Linked DNA regions of Sus scrofa: region 2 is linked to region 1. A link is a contact called in public Hi-C data. All regions are on one chromosome and are shown on one strand. Each heading gives the region's core, a stretch centred on a gene start, on an enhancer-like site or on the middle of the called end of the contact. The rest is flanking DNA. Distances are from core to core; before and after follow the strand shown. Region 1 has its middle 61 kb from the start of AAK1. Region 2 holds the start of AAK1 (AP2-associated protein kinase 1).

Region 1 (6,286 bases), core at 1,504-4,003:
TGTGGCTCTGCATGCAGTAGGCTGGTGGCTACATCTCCAATTTGCCCCCTAGGCTGGGAACCTCCATGTGCCACAGGTGCGGCCCTAAAAAGCAAAAAAAAAAAAGTGACCCTGTCATATACATATATAAATTCTTTTTCTCATATTCTCTCACAGTGATTGGATCATAGCTGATGTTATACATAATTTTATTTTCTGCCTAAAATTATATCAAAAAACAGGTTTCCACGTCTTTAAATTTTTGATATTATTAAATGACTGTAAGGTACTCCTTTTTTTTTTTTTTTTTTTTTTTTTGGCCACCCTGTGACATATAGAGTTTCTAGGCCTGGGTTCAGATAGGAGCTGCAGTTGTGACCTAAGCCATAGCTGTGGCAACGCCCAATCTTTAACCAACTGTGCTAGCTGGGGATCGAACCTGTGGCCCAGCATTCCCAAGATGTTGCTAATCCCATTGTGCCACAGTGGGAACGCCTGTAAAATATTCCTTTGAATTATAAAGAAGTGAATAGTGTCCCTTTTATTAGAATATAATTCATTTCCAATTTTATTGCAATTATTGATGTGAAAACCTCATGCATGACTCTTCATATTTTGTATTATTTCCATAGGTAAAATGTGTATCTGATAAAGAACTTGTATCCAGAATATTTAAAGAACTCTTATAAGTCACTAATTTAGAAGCAAACAACCCATTTTTAAGTTAAATTGTAGCTGATGTACAATAGTATAAAATTTACAGATATTCAATATAGTCACTCACATTTTGTAAATGTTATACTCCATTTATAGTTACTGTAAAATATTGGCTATATTTCCCACATTGTACAATATATCCTTTTAGCTTATTTTTTAATGTTTATTTTAGTAGATTTACAATGTTCTGTCAATTTCTGTTGTACAACAAAGTGACCCAGTCGTCCATATATGTATACATTCTTTTTCTCACATTATCCTCCATCATGTTCCATCACAAGTGACTAGATATAGTTCCCTGTGCTATACAGCAGGATCTCATTGCTTATCCTCTCCAAATGCAATAGTTTGCATCTATTAACCCCAAACTCCCAGTCCATCCCTCTCCCTCCTCCTCCCCCTTGGCAACCACAAGTCTGTTCTCCATGTCCATGAGTTGTTTTTTTTTTTTCTATAGATAGGTTTATTTGTGCCATATATTGGGTTCCAGATATAAGCGATATCATATGGTATTTGTCTTTCTCTTTCTGACTTATTTCACTTTAGTATGAGGATCACTAGTTCCATTCATGTTGCTGCAAATGGTATTATTTTGTTCTTTTTTATGGTTGAATAGTATTCCATTGTGTATATATACCACATCTTCTTAATCCATTCATCTGTCGATGGACGTTTAGATTGTTTCCATGTCTTGGCTATTGTGGATAGTGCTTCTATGAAAATAGGGGTGTGTGTATCTTTTTCAGTGAAAGTTTTGTCTGGATATATGCCCAGGAGTGGGATTGCTAGGTAATATGGTAATTCTCTATTTCCTTTTAGCTTATTTTATGTCTAATATTAATTTCCTACCCCTATACTGCTTCTCCCTCTTCTCTCTCCCCACTGGTAACCACTAGTTTGTTCTCTGTATCTATAAGCTTCTTTTTTGTTGTATTTGCTGGTTTGTTGTATTTTTTTTATTCCACATATAGGTGATATCATACAGTATTTGTCTTTCTCCAATTCCACCCATGTTGCTGCAAATGGCAAAATTTCATTCTTTTTTATGGCTGAGTAGTATTCCATTGTGTATATATCCTACATCTTTTTTGTCCATTCATCTGTTGATAGACTTAGGGTGCTTCCATGTCTTGGCAATTGTACATAATGCTGCTGTGAACATTGAGGTTCATATATCTTTTTGAATTAGTATTTTTGGTGGTTTTTTCTGATGTATACTCAGGAGTGAAATTGCTAGGTCATGTGGTAGTTCTAGTTTTAGTTTTTTTAAAAACCTCCATACTGTTTCCCAGTGGCTGCACTAATTTACCTTCCCAACCACAAGTGGGGCTCTCTTTTCTCTGCATCCCCATCAACATCTGTTATTTATGTTCTTTTTGATGATAGCCACTCTGACAGGCAAAAAATCCAATTTTTAAACAGGCAAGTGATATGGAGAATTTACCAGAGAAGATCTATGCAAGGTAAATAAGCATATGAAAATCTGCTCAACAATATTAGTCATCTGGAAAGCACAAATTAAAAGGACAATGAGGTAGTACGACACATCCACTTGAATGGATAAAAATTTTCTTAACTGACAATGGAAGGCATTGGGAATGACAAGGGACAACTGGAATTGTCATATTTTGCTGGTGAGAATGAAAACGATGCAGCCTCTTTGCAAAACAGTTTATCAGTGTTTTATAAAGTTAAATTATACTTACCGTACCACTCAGCAATTTTCTTCCTAGAAATGAAATAAAATTCTACTCCCAAGAGAAGGGAAAATACATGTCCACACAAAGACCTATATGTGAATAGTCATAGCACTTAATTCGTAATAGCCCTAAACAGTGCTAATGATCAACTGGTGGAATGGGTAAACAAACAATTGCGATGTATCTATACAATGCAGTATTTCTCAGGAGTGGAAAATAATCTGTTATTGATACATGCAACCACATAGATAAGTCTCAAATGCAACATACTAAGAAAAGAAGCCAGACACAGAAGACTACTATATGATTTTGTTACTATATGATTTGCCCAGCAGTCCCGCAGCAGCCGCAGTGTATCAGCTCTAGTGACAGCCCTGTGGCTGTAGTGTACCAGCTCCAGCAGCTCTGTGGCTGCAGTGTCTCAGCTCTTTTACCCAGCGAGAAACCAAGCGAGCACTCGAGGGTTGGAGAACTCAGGTTTATTATGCCGGCGGGCTCAGAGGATATCGCTCTCTGGAATCTGAGCCCCAAAGAAGGGTTTCACAAGGCTTTTATGGGCTACCTCTTCCAGGTCCATGCTTGGCTGGTAGGACCGGAGTGAGGTCAGGCAAGGGAGTAGATGTGGAAGCAAGTTTACAGAAGCGGATGTGGCGGGGGCGGGGGGGGGGGGTGGTGGTGGTTAGGGGCAGTTGGCTGGACTTTGCTTAGTCATCATGGCCAGGGTCTCTCCTTCCTACCTTTTTATTGGGACATTTTCTCCTACAATTTGATTTATATGACATTCTAGAAAAGGCAAAACTATAGTGATAAGAAACTTTTTGGGGTGATAGAAATGTCTTGATTGTGGTGGTGGTTACGTGACTGTGTACATTTGTTTAACACACTAAACTCTACACGTTTAAATGGGTGAGTTTTCATTGTATATAAATAATACCTCAATAAGGCAGATTTTAAAAACAAGGAATGATTTGCTTTTTTTTTTTTTTTTTTTTTAATTTCGGTGGCTGACCCGAAGGTTCTACTGAGAACAGATCAGGGAATTCAGAAAGAGAAGTAGGGGAGTTCCCGTCGTAGCGCAGTGGTTAATGAATCCTACTAGGAACTACGAGGTTGTAGGTTTGATCCCTGGCCTCACTCAGCAGGTTAAGGATCCAGCGTTGCCGGGAGCTGTGGTGTAGGTCGAGGACGCAGCTTGGATCTGGCATTGCTATGGCTGTGGTGTAGGCTGTCAGCTGTAGCTCCGATTAGACCCCTAGCCTGGATCTAATCAGAGCTCCATATGCCACAGATGCAGCTCTAGAAAAAGACAAAAAAACAAAAACAGAGAAGTAGGACTTGAGGGTTACAGGTGTCAAGATAATGACTTCCGGTTTTGGACCTGTTAATGAAGTCGAGATAATGAAGGCACAGAGAGAATAAAAGAGACATATAGAAATGTGAAGGAAAAAAAAACCCTGTAATGCAGTAAAGAGAAAAAAAGAAAGCATGAAATTGAGAAAAGGAAAGACGATTTTTGTACATATGCTTTTTTTGTTTTGCCTATTTTTGACTCATTTTATTTTTTCTCCCCTCTTTATTCTCTTAGCCATTCCTTTGGGGGTGGGGGCAGTGTCTTACACACCACGGGTGAACATTCTGTGCTTCTAAAGTCTCCTTCTAAACAGACCACACATGTGCATTCCTACACACACACACACACACACACACACACACACACACACCAGAAAATGAGAACCATAGCGAGAAAAAGTAAACCAAGAAAACAAGAAGATAAAGATATTTGGCCACAGCCCTAACGTGCACTAGTAGGGAAACTCCATCCTTGGTCTTTCACATTCTAAGGAGAGAAGCAGCAGCAAAGTACCAGGTTATTTGCCTGAGTTTAAACAGCTGAATAGGAAAAGCGCTTTAATAGCTCCCATTAGGACTTGGGCCAAGGACTTTTCCTTTGGGTTTGTTGTGAATAATTAAAGGTTAATGAAGGCATTTTTCTTTTAGCCCGGGGCGGGGAGGGGCAACCACACCAGCCATCATCCTAATTGAATCCAACTGGGAAACTCCAGACACCTTCAGTAACAAATTTGCAGTGGTTCTGGGCCTTTTAATCTGTATCCACCAAAGGCAATGAGGCTGTATTTTTATTTCCGTCCTAACACTGAAGAAATTAAAATTCAGAAAAGCCGCAGGATCTACCCACTCCCTCATAAAAAGGACCAAAGGACAGATGTTCAGGACCATGTGGCATTTTGTTTTTAGAAGAGGCAGACAAGAGCTTCTCGGACTGTTGGGGCCTGGGTTCTTCACAGGTTGTCAGGATAACACCCAGATCCTATCCACCAGGTTTGTGGACCAGGTTTGTGGACTGCCGTCACCATTTGTAGCAGTGGCTCAGCAAAGGAGAAGGCAGGCCTCTTTGGGACCATCAAGATCTTTTGAGAGAGCTGATGAACAGAGTGGCTTGGCTTCTGCCCCAAATACATATCAAGATATTTCTCACTCCAACTGTATTGTGTAAAACATCACACAGCTAGAGAGTGTTAAGAGCTGGGTGTGAATCCAAATTCTAATCCCAAAGCTTTGCTCACAACCATCATTTTCTGCTGCCTCCTATTGCTTTCTAAAATTTCCAGTGTAGGTATTATTATGAAGGAAAGAAGGAAGGAAGGGAGGGAGGGACATGCCCTCTATTTCCATCTCCACATATTTCCATAAAGAACTTTGCAGTCTGCCTTTTAGAGCTGAGCACTTGTCTCCCACTGTCATTCATTCTCCCCAAGGAAGGAGTTATTTGTCTGAAAGGTGAAATTGAGAGAAAGGTCACTCTGATATGCAAAGGTAAATGCTTAGTAATTGGCTTTGGGATAAAGGTGGGGGTGGGGGTGGAGGAGCCCTGACTCACAGCATGTGCCATTTTCTGTAGTATAAACACTCCCACCCTGGCTGATTTCAAGCTACTGCAGTAGGGTCAACCAGTCAGCAAAATTCCTGAAAAGTGACCATTCAGCTCCCATGAGCTGTTAGATGGGGCTCCAGCACATCAACACCCCCATAACATGATTATGTGGGCCTCAGCTACCTGATGTTAACAGGCCCCAGATCTCCTCCTCTGTCCTTCCATTGCTTATACTTTTTGGTGGGAGGGTGGGGTGAGAGGGTGGTGGTGGCGGGGGGGGGGGGGGGGGGGGGGGGAGGAGAGACAGTACCTGTGGCATGTGGAAGTCCCAGGGGCAAAGATAAAACCCGGACCATAGCAGCGACCCAAGCCACAGCAGCATTGGGAATTAAGATAACTCTGGCTGGGATCGTCAGTGTCGGAAAGTGAGATGCGTGGACGGGGAGATCTTGACAAGACTCTACTTCTGCTGAAGGGCGTGGGTACTCCAAAAAGCTTGTGCTGAACAAAGGACCCTCCCCTATTTATCCCTAACACAGGTGATGTACCTGTCCCCCTCCCATTGGTCAGGTCAGGGCGCACATTCTTCCCGGTTGGCTAATTGAAACAAATTGTTGCTAGGAAAAGAGGTAAAGAGGAAGGGGTTTCAGCCAAAACCAGGGCAAAATGGAGTAAGCAAGATTTCCTTTGATAGAAAAGACATTATGTTACTTTCCACAATAGTAAGGCCCGGTCCTTAACCACTGATCCACTAGGGAACTCTATTTCCACTTCTTGTTGGCATCACCTGTCTCCCTCAGGCACCTAAGTCTTGAAGGAGTTTGGGGCTTGGAGAAGTTTAGCTTTTCTCTCTCTCTTAATCCTCTTTCTCTCTCTCTTTCTCAATAACACACACACACACACAAATGAGAAAAGAAAATATGTTTTGGCAGCTTCAGCTTTCTACCCAACAACACAGATTCACCTGATGAAGGGATACGAAGGCCAGGCCACCTGC
Region 2 (6,286 bases), core at 1,548-4,047, 61 kb before region 1:
CATCAACTCAGACTGAGAACAGGCACTGCCTAGGGTAACACCATCCTTAATGAGACAATATCCTGGCTGAACAAAATGTTTCTGGGCTAAAAGGTCAGCAGAGGCTATAGAGGGAAGGAAAGAGCTCTGCGCCCCCTCATTCCTCCTGAATTCTCTCTCACACACTCCTTCTCCATTTCTCTATCCCACTGCAGTCAAGGGCTTTGGCACAGGGATGAAGAGACAGATCAGACTCAAGGGTGCGGATCTGGCATCGGGCACAGAGCATCTCCCATCCTGCACCAAAGCCCACAAAGAAAGGGCCACAGGGACAGTGACTCAGGCCCCGGATTAAGTCCAGCTAGAGCACTAGTGAGAATGGAAAAGAGCAACAATTTCACGAGGACATCAATTGCCAGATCTTCTTTAAAACAGTGTTTTTAAACCAACGGCTTCAACCCCCAATCCTGGAAAACTGGGCCCAACTGAATCCTGTGCTGACATAAGCTGAGAGCCAAACACAGCTTCTTCCTCCTCCCAACCCACTGCCTGCAACACTCACCATGACAGGCATTTCCCAAACCCAGGTCGGGACCCTTGCTCCAACCTCAGCTTGCAAAAAGTCTCCTTCCCCAGTATTAAACTGCTCCCCCACCATATTGCAGTGACAGAGGCCTCCCCTTCAGCCATCCCCTCTCAGCCGATAAAAAACAACCTACAGCAGGTTGGCCCAATCCAATTAGTTTGAATAGCTTCATGCCAAGGAAATTGCTGCTTTTATTAAAAATAAAAGCACACTAGGCAGGCAATGGGCTGTGAAAAGTATGAGTCTGGCATAATTATGAAGGTCGAGGTTAAGGTTACCAAAAGCGACATGCAAAGATTTCCAGAAAGCCTGGGGGCTATAGATAAAAATACATTTATACGTATCTGTAGATATACAGAAGAGCACACATGTAAGGTATTTACACAGCAGATCTAAATAACCTCCTCTCCAATAAACGAAAAGCAAAAATCAGATGCTACTCTCAAGTCATTCTTTTGGCAAACACACACACCCCAAAACCAAGAACAGGAGGAAGAGGGGCCTATTGGACTGATTTCAAAATAACTACATTCATTTCATGTAATTTCTGTTATCTAAACTGCATCCTGGGGACCTGATTACAGTTGGGTCAGGAAACAAACCTAGTGAAATCCACCAAGAGCCGTGACTCTGAGAAAAACACATTCCTATTCTCTGAAAATCCTCTCTTCCTTCCAATGCCTGCTCATGGAGTGGGAAAGTTGGGTAGGAGGAAAAACCCCTCTCTCTCCTTAAAGGTCCTCCATCCCCACCCTTCAGCCCTCACATAATATTTCAAGTTTTAGGAGGATGACAAGCCCCAAACCCTACATTTGATGTGAAGTTCTACACTTTCACACAAACGTTTTCTGCCTAATCTTCATAATTCGGTGAGGGAGACAAGAATGGGCTTGAAAATGTTTTTGGTTTTTTTTTTTTTTAAATATAAGGCCACCGAGGTAAACAATTTCTGGCAACCTTCTTCTACCCACAAATCCTTGTCACTTTCAAATCTCAGTTTTAAATTTCTCAAGGACAATGACTCACAGGGCAAGGAAAGGGGGAAGGGAGGGAGGGTCAACCGGTCTAGAGCCGTTCATACATTCAACAACTAGAAACCAGAGTCCTGCTGCATCAGCACAGGATTTTAATTTACGGCGCACTGAAAGAGTCCCACCGTACCTTCCGCCAACACCTCGTCCACAGTAACCTGCTGTCGCCCAATGCCAAAGACCCTTCCGATGTAGCCACTGCCCAGGCCCGAGGTGCTGCCCCCTCCTCCGCTGGAGCCGGAGCCCAGGCCAGAGCCTCCCTGCTCTCGCCTGGAGTCGAAAAACTTCTTCATCTTGCGGAAAGGAAGCAGTAAAGCAAAATACCGACGGTTTCTAGATTTTTTTTTTGATTTTTTTTTTTTTTTTTTTTTTTTTAAGAAAACAAGAGATCCAAGGATTTCTTCTCGGATTTCAGCTCGGAGAGGAGCCACCCGAATCCGGCCGTGGGGGTGGGGGCTGGGGGAGGATGCCTATAGGAATATGCGTGTCAATCGCGCGGCGGTCCCCTCCTCCTCAACAGAGCGATTCGTGTAAGTTTAAACCTGTGATGACAGAGGGAGAGAGAGAGGATGAATCAGTAACACACTTAAAAATTCAACCGCTGAGTCCTAGGGGGAGCAAAAGCCATCATCCTGGGGAAACGCTTCATGCATTTTCTAAGGGAGAAAAACCCTGGGGCTGAAAACCCACCGGTTCTCAGCCCCAGAACCCTGGACCCTCTTGCCCAGGGTTCTGAAAAAGGAGGGATTCGGGCCGCCTCCGGCAGCACCGACCCAGCTGGACACTGCCTCCCCTCCTCCCCGGTCTCCCGCCGCCCCGCGAGAGAGCATCCCGGCGGCACCCACTTGAGATGGCTCGGCGGGCCGGCGCCCAGCTACCAGCCCCGCAACATTGTCACGGCCGCCGGGCCGGCCTGCGAAGCTGTGAGGAGGCGGCGCTGCAGCTAGAGCCGGGGCAGCGTTCGGCGCCCGCCCGCCAGCTGATCCCCGGAGCGCCCGGCGGAGACTGACCCGCCACCCCTCCCCCGTGCGCGCTCCCGCCCGGCTCCATCCATCCAACCAGGAAGTGAAACGCCGCCGGAAGTGCCTCTCGGGACGGCGCGGCTAGAGGCCAAGGCCTCCAGCTGCAGCCGCTCTCTCACAACCAGCGGGAAGGAGTCGTCGGAGAGTAGAGAGCTGGGGAAAGGGGCGGGGGGGGGGACCTCAATGCGGGGAGAGTTTTGGAAAAGAACGTTGATATTGCCCGACCCTTAAGGCACCATGGGAAAGGTAGTTCGGCGCATCCCAGCAGCTGGACTACAACTCCCAAGATACCCGTGGAGGAGCGAGCGAGGCGGCTGCGGTGGCCTCCTCCGCCGCAAGGTGGTTAGTGGGGTGGTGCATTTGTGAGGATTCGGTTAAACATCCGGCGAGAAAACTGCTAGGGACTAGCGTTTCCAGCCTGCTCTCTATGTTCCACTCTTGTGGAGCCATCTTATTTGAGGCTTGATCTGCACAAGGGATTCTGGGGATTGTGGTTTCCAAGCATATCCCGGCTGACACCTGAAGGACGCAGCTTAACCGCTCAGCCCCTAGCGGGTCCTGCTGGGCGTACCTTCGACACCTGGGCAGACAGAGGTGAAAGACTGAGGGTGACCCGGAAATTTTGCTGGCAGATGTTTTTGGTTTTTGGATTTTGGGGTTTTTTTTTTGGTTTTTGTTTTACCAGACCACACCCAAACGCCAACCCTAACATAAATAAGCCTGGAGCCCTTCCTCCTCCAGCTTCAGATGTTACTAAGAACCAGCTCAGCTGAGCTAGTCCTCATAAGACGTTGTCTTTTCAGGAAATCTACAGGCGCGACTCAAACTGAGAAAGTTAAAGAGCGTGTGCAGGGCAGATCGTAGGGTATCAGGAGACCCAAACCTTTGGTTTGAACCCAAACTTTGGGGCTTGTCTCACGGTGACCCTGCATTCTGCCACCTTTTCTGTTGCTGTGGGTGGGCCTGACCTTCACTAACCCCCTTCCATACAAGAACTCTAGGCTGACCTGTTATTTCTTTTCACTTCAAGATCCCCCCCATGATGCCTATTTTATCCTGATATCGTCCAACTGCTGAGAGTGGGGGTGGACAGCGTGATTTACCTCTGCCAAATGCAGAAGATTTGGAAGGCATCTTGGGACCCTTCTCCATTCCTAGATTTCCTGATGGATGGTGCTGAAGGTAGTGTCAAATCCCTGCCCATCCCCCTCCGCAAATCCATGATTTTCCAAATCCCTAAATATGGGTTATTTCTCACTTCCACCTGCTCGCCCTAATTCTGCGAGAGCCTTCTTGGCTTGTAAATTAGTTCCAGATTTTTTCTGCAGACACTTGAGAAGATGTGGGGGCGGGGCGGGGCAGGGAGGATGGTTCTTGCTTTCTCTAATCTGAAAATTGAACTGAGCTGTGAGAGGTTTATGCTGCTGCTTTCTCTTCTTCCTCCTCTTCCTGGTTCTCCTTCTCCCTCTCCCTCTTTTCCTTATTCCTCTTCTTTCTTTTCCTTCTTTTTGTCTCAGGTAGATCATTGTAGTTAAACTTCCTGTGTAGAGACAGCTTCTTTTCTTCTGGAGGGAATCTGTGTTGTCACCTCAGTTCACAGATTCTTGCAGCCACCTCTAGGGTGGAATGTAGCACCTGCTAAAACATTCCCTCAAAGCAAGACTACAGGAGACATGTTCTCTGCACTTTCCTTAAAAGGCTAGATTTTCTTCAAGGAAGTTTGGAATAGATCTTAAAATAGATGGGAGAGCTTATTTGGAATTACATTCATGGACCTCCATCTTTCTCTGCATCTGTTAATCTTGCCTGACTTTTTTTTTTTTTTTTTGTCTTTTGTTGTTGTTGTTGCTATTTCTTGGGCCGCTTCTGCGGCATATGGAGGTTCCCAGGCTAGGGGTTGAATCGGAGCTGTAGCCACGGGCCTACGACAGAGCCACAGCAACGGGGCATCCGAGCCGCGTCTGCAACCTACACCACAGGTCACGGCAACGCTGGATCGTTAACCCACTGAGCAAGGGCAGGGACCGAACCCACAACCTCATGGTTCCTAGTCGGATTCGTTAACCACTGCGCCACGACGGGAACTCCTTGCCTGACTTTTTAAAAGAAGAAGCCCTGTTGAGTCCTAGAATTTGTTGCTATCTCAGTTTTTACCTTTCTAGACTTTCCTACACTAGACTAGGCTACACTTATGCAAATTCCACGTCTTACTTCTGAGATACAAAAATGTGTTTTTATCCCTTAGGATTAAGGTATTTATTGAGTCTCTGTCTGGATGCTTTGATCAGAATCTGAGGGAGGATGTTTTAAAAAGAAGAGGATTTCCCTGGCCACTCAGTAAGTTGAGGATCTAGTGTCACTGTTGAGGCTCTGGTTACTGCTGTGGCGAGGGTTTGACCCCCGGACGGGGGAATTTCCGTAGGCCACGAGCAAGGCCAAAAAACAAAAAAGATGAAAAAGAAAGAAAAAACAGAAGACTAGGCTCCTTCCTTTCTCTTAGAGACAAATGGCAGTTATAATGATAAAACCAGTTTTTAATGCTTTACATAAATTAAGTTAGTGAAATCTTTCAACAACGCTGTGAAACTAAGTACTGTTATTATTCTTACTTTACAGATGGGGCAGCTAAAACATAGAGATAAGTGACTTGCTCAGAGTCATACAGATTGTTACTGGCAAAGCCAGGACTCAAACCCCAATATTTTGGCTTCAGTCCCCAGTGCTTAGCTAGCTATACCAAACTGCCTACCTAAGAGCACAAACATAAACTGGTTAAATAAGAAACATCTATGAGCAGCATGGGACCAGGAGATAAGTAGAAACCTCTGCTACTCCATAGCTGTGCCCTTAGACCACTTAGATCACTAGGCCTACTTTCTAAGACATAAAACCACATCACTCTTACAACTATGAATAATTCTCTAGTTCTTAGTGCAAGTTATCGGATCAACCACTGCAATCCCCAAACTCCTACCACACTCACTTTCGTATAATTTGTCCTATCTGGACTTGCATTCCTACACAACTTTCCACGTTTATTGTCACCTCAACCAACAATTTAAAATTAGGAAACAGTCTTCTACTTCTCTCCTTGAACATCCAAAACAGTAGTTCATATAGAGTGTGTAATTACCAGCATTTAAAGAAACCAAATAATTGATTTCAAACTGAATGTGACACAGAAGAGAACAATCTCACTAGGGTGAAAAAAATTGATATAAGTTATTCTAGACCAGGTGAGCTTTTGAACTTGGTCTAGGAGATACTACAGAGAAATATCCAATTAAAGGGAAAGGAAACTGATTTTACTGTGTATCTTCCATATGTCAATTATTGAATTAAGCACTCAAAATTATTATCTTGTTTAATCCTCATGGATGCACCTCTGCAAATAGATACTATTATCTATTACATCAAAGTAGATGCTATTATACTGTTATCCCCAATTTTATAAATGAATAAGGAAGATTTCATTAGTACCAGAGGGATGCACATGGCTTGTTAAGTTTGGAGGAAATGATTTGACCTATAATATGGCTAAACTATGTCACGCAGTAAATCCAGTTTTGGCCAATGTGTGGTTCATCTTTAGAGGAAATCAAAGGGAATGGGGGGGACCAACATTATTTACGGACCTTAACTAAGACCCATCCTGTTGGATGTTTAAC

The links. A called contact is a pair of places that touch in the nucleus more often than the background predicts.
Region 2: a contact with region 1 is called in a Hi-C map of alveolar macrophages, with 1.7 times the contacts expected there. The contact joins the promoter of AAK1 here to the enhancer-like site in region 1. A contact is called at or near these places in 8 of 47 Hi-C or Micro-C datasets (alveolar macrophages, blood, embryonic fibroblasts and 5 more) and 1 of 2 datasets of contacts at active chromatin or transcription factors (alveolar macrophages).

What each region holds. Positions count from the first base shown.
Region 1 is chr3:72,729,853-72,736,138 of Sscrofa11.1, reverse strand. No RefSeq gene overlaps it. Among named protein-coding and RNA genes, the nearest start is that of AAK1, 61 kb to the left of the region's middle. Within about 2 kb of position 2,753, at least 3 of the 83 cell types and tissues checked have an H3K27ac peak or open chromatin away from gene starts, as enhancers often do. A contact at or near this core is called in alveolar macrophages, where this site is marked.
Region 2 is chr3:72,790,488-72,796,773 of Sscrofa11.1, reverse strand. AAK1 (AP2-associated protein kinase 1) reads right to left here and starts at 2,797. Exons shown (of 21, transcript XM_021087408.1): 1 at 2,442-2,797; 2 at 1,727-2,138. The coding sequence starts at 1,889. LOC102163904 (a long non-coding RNA gene) reads left to right here and starts at 2,964. Exons shown (of 6, transcript XR_302389.3): 1 at 2,964-3,212; 2 at 3,649-3,800.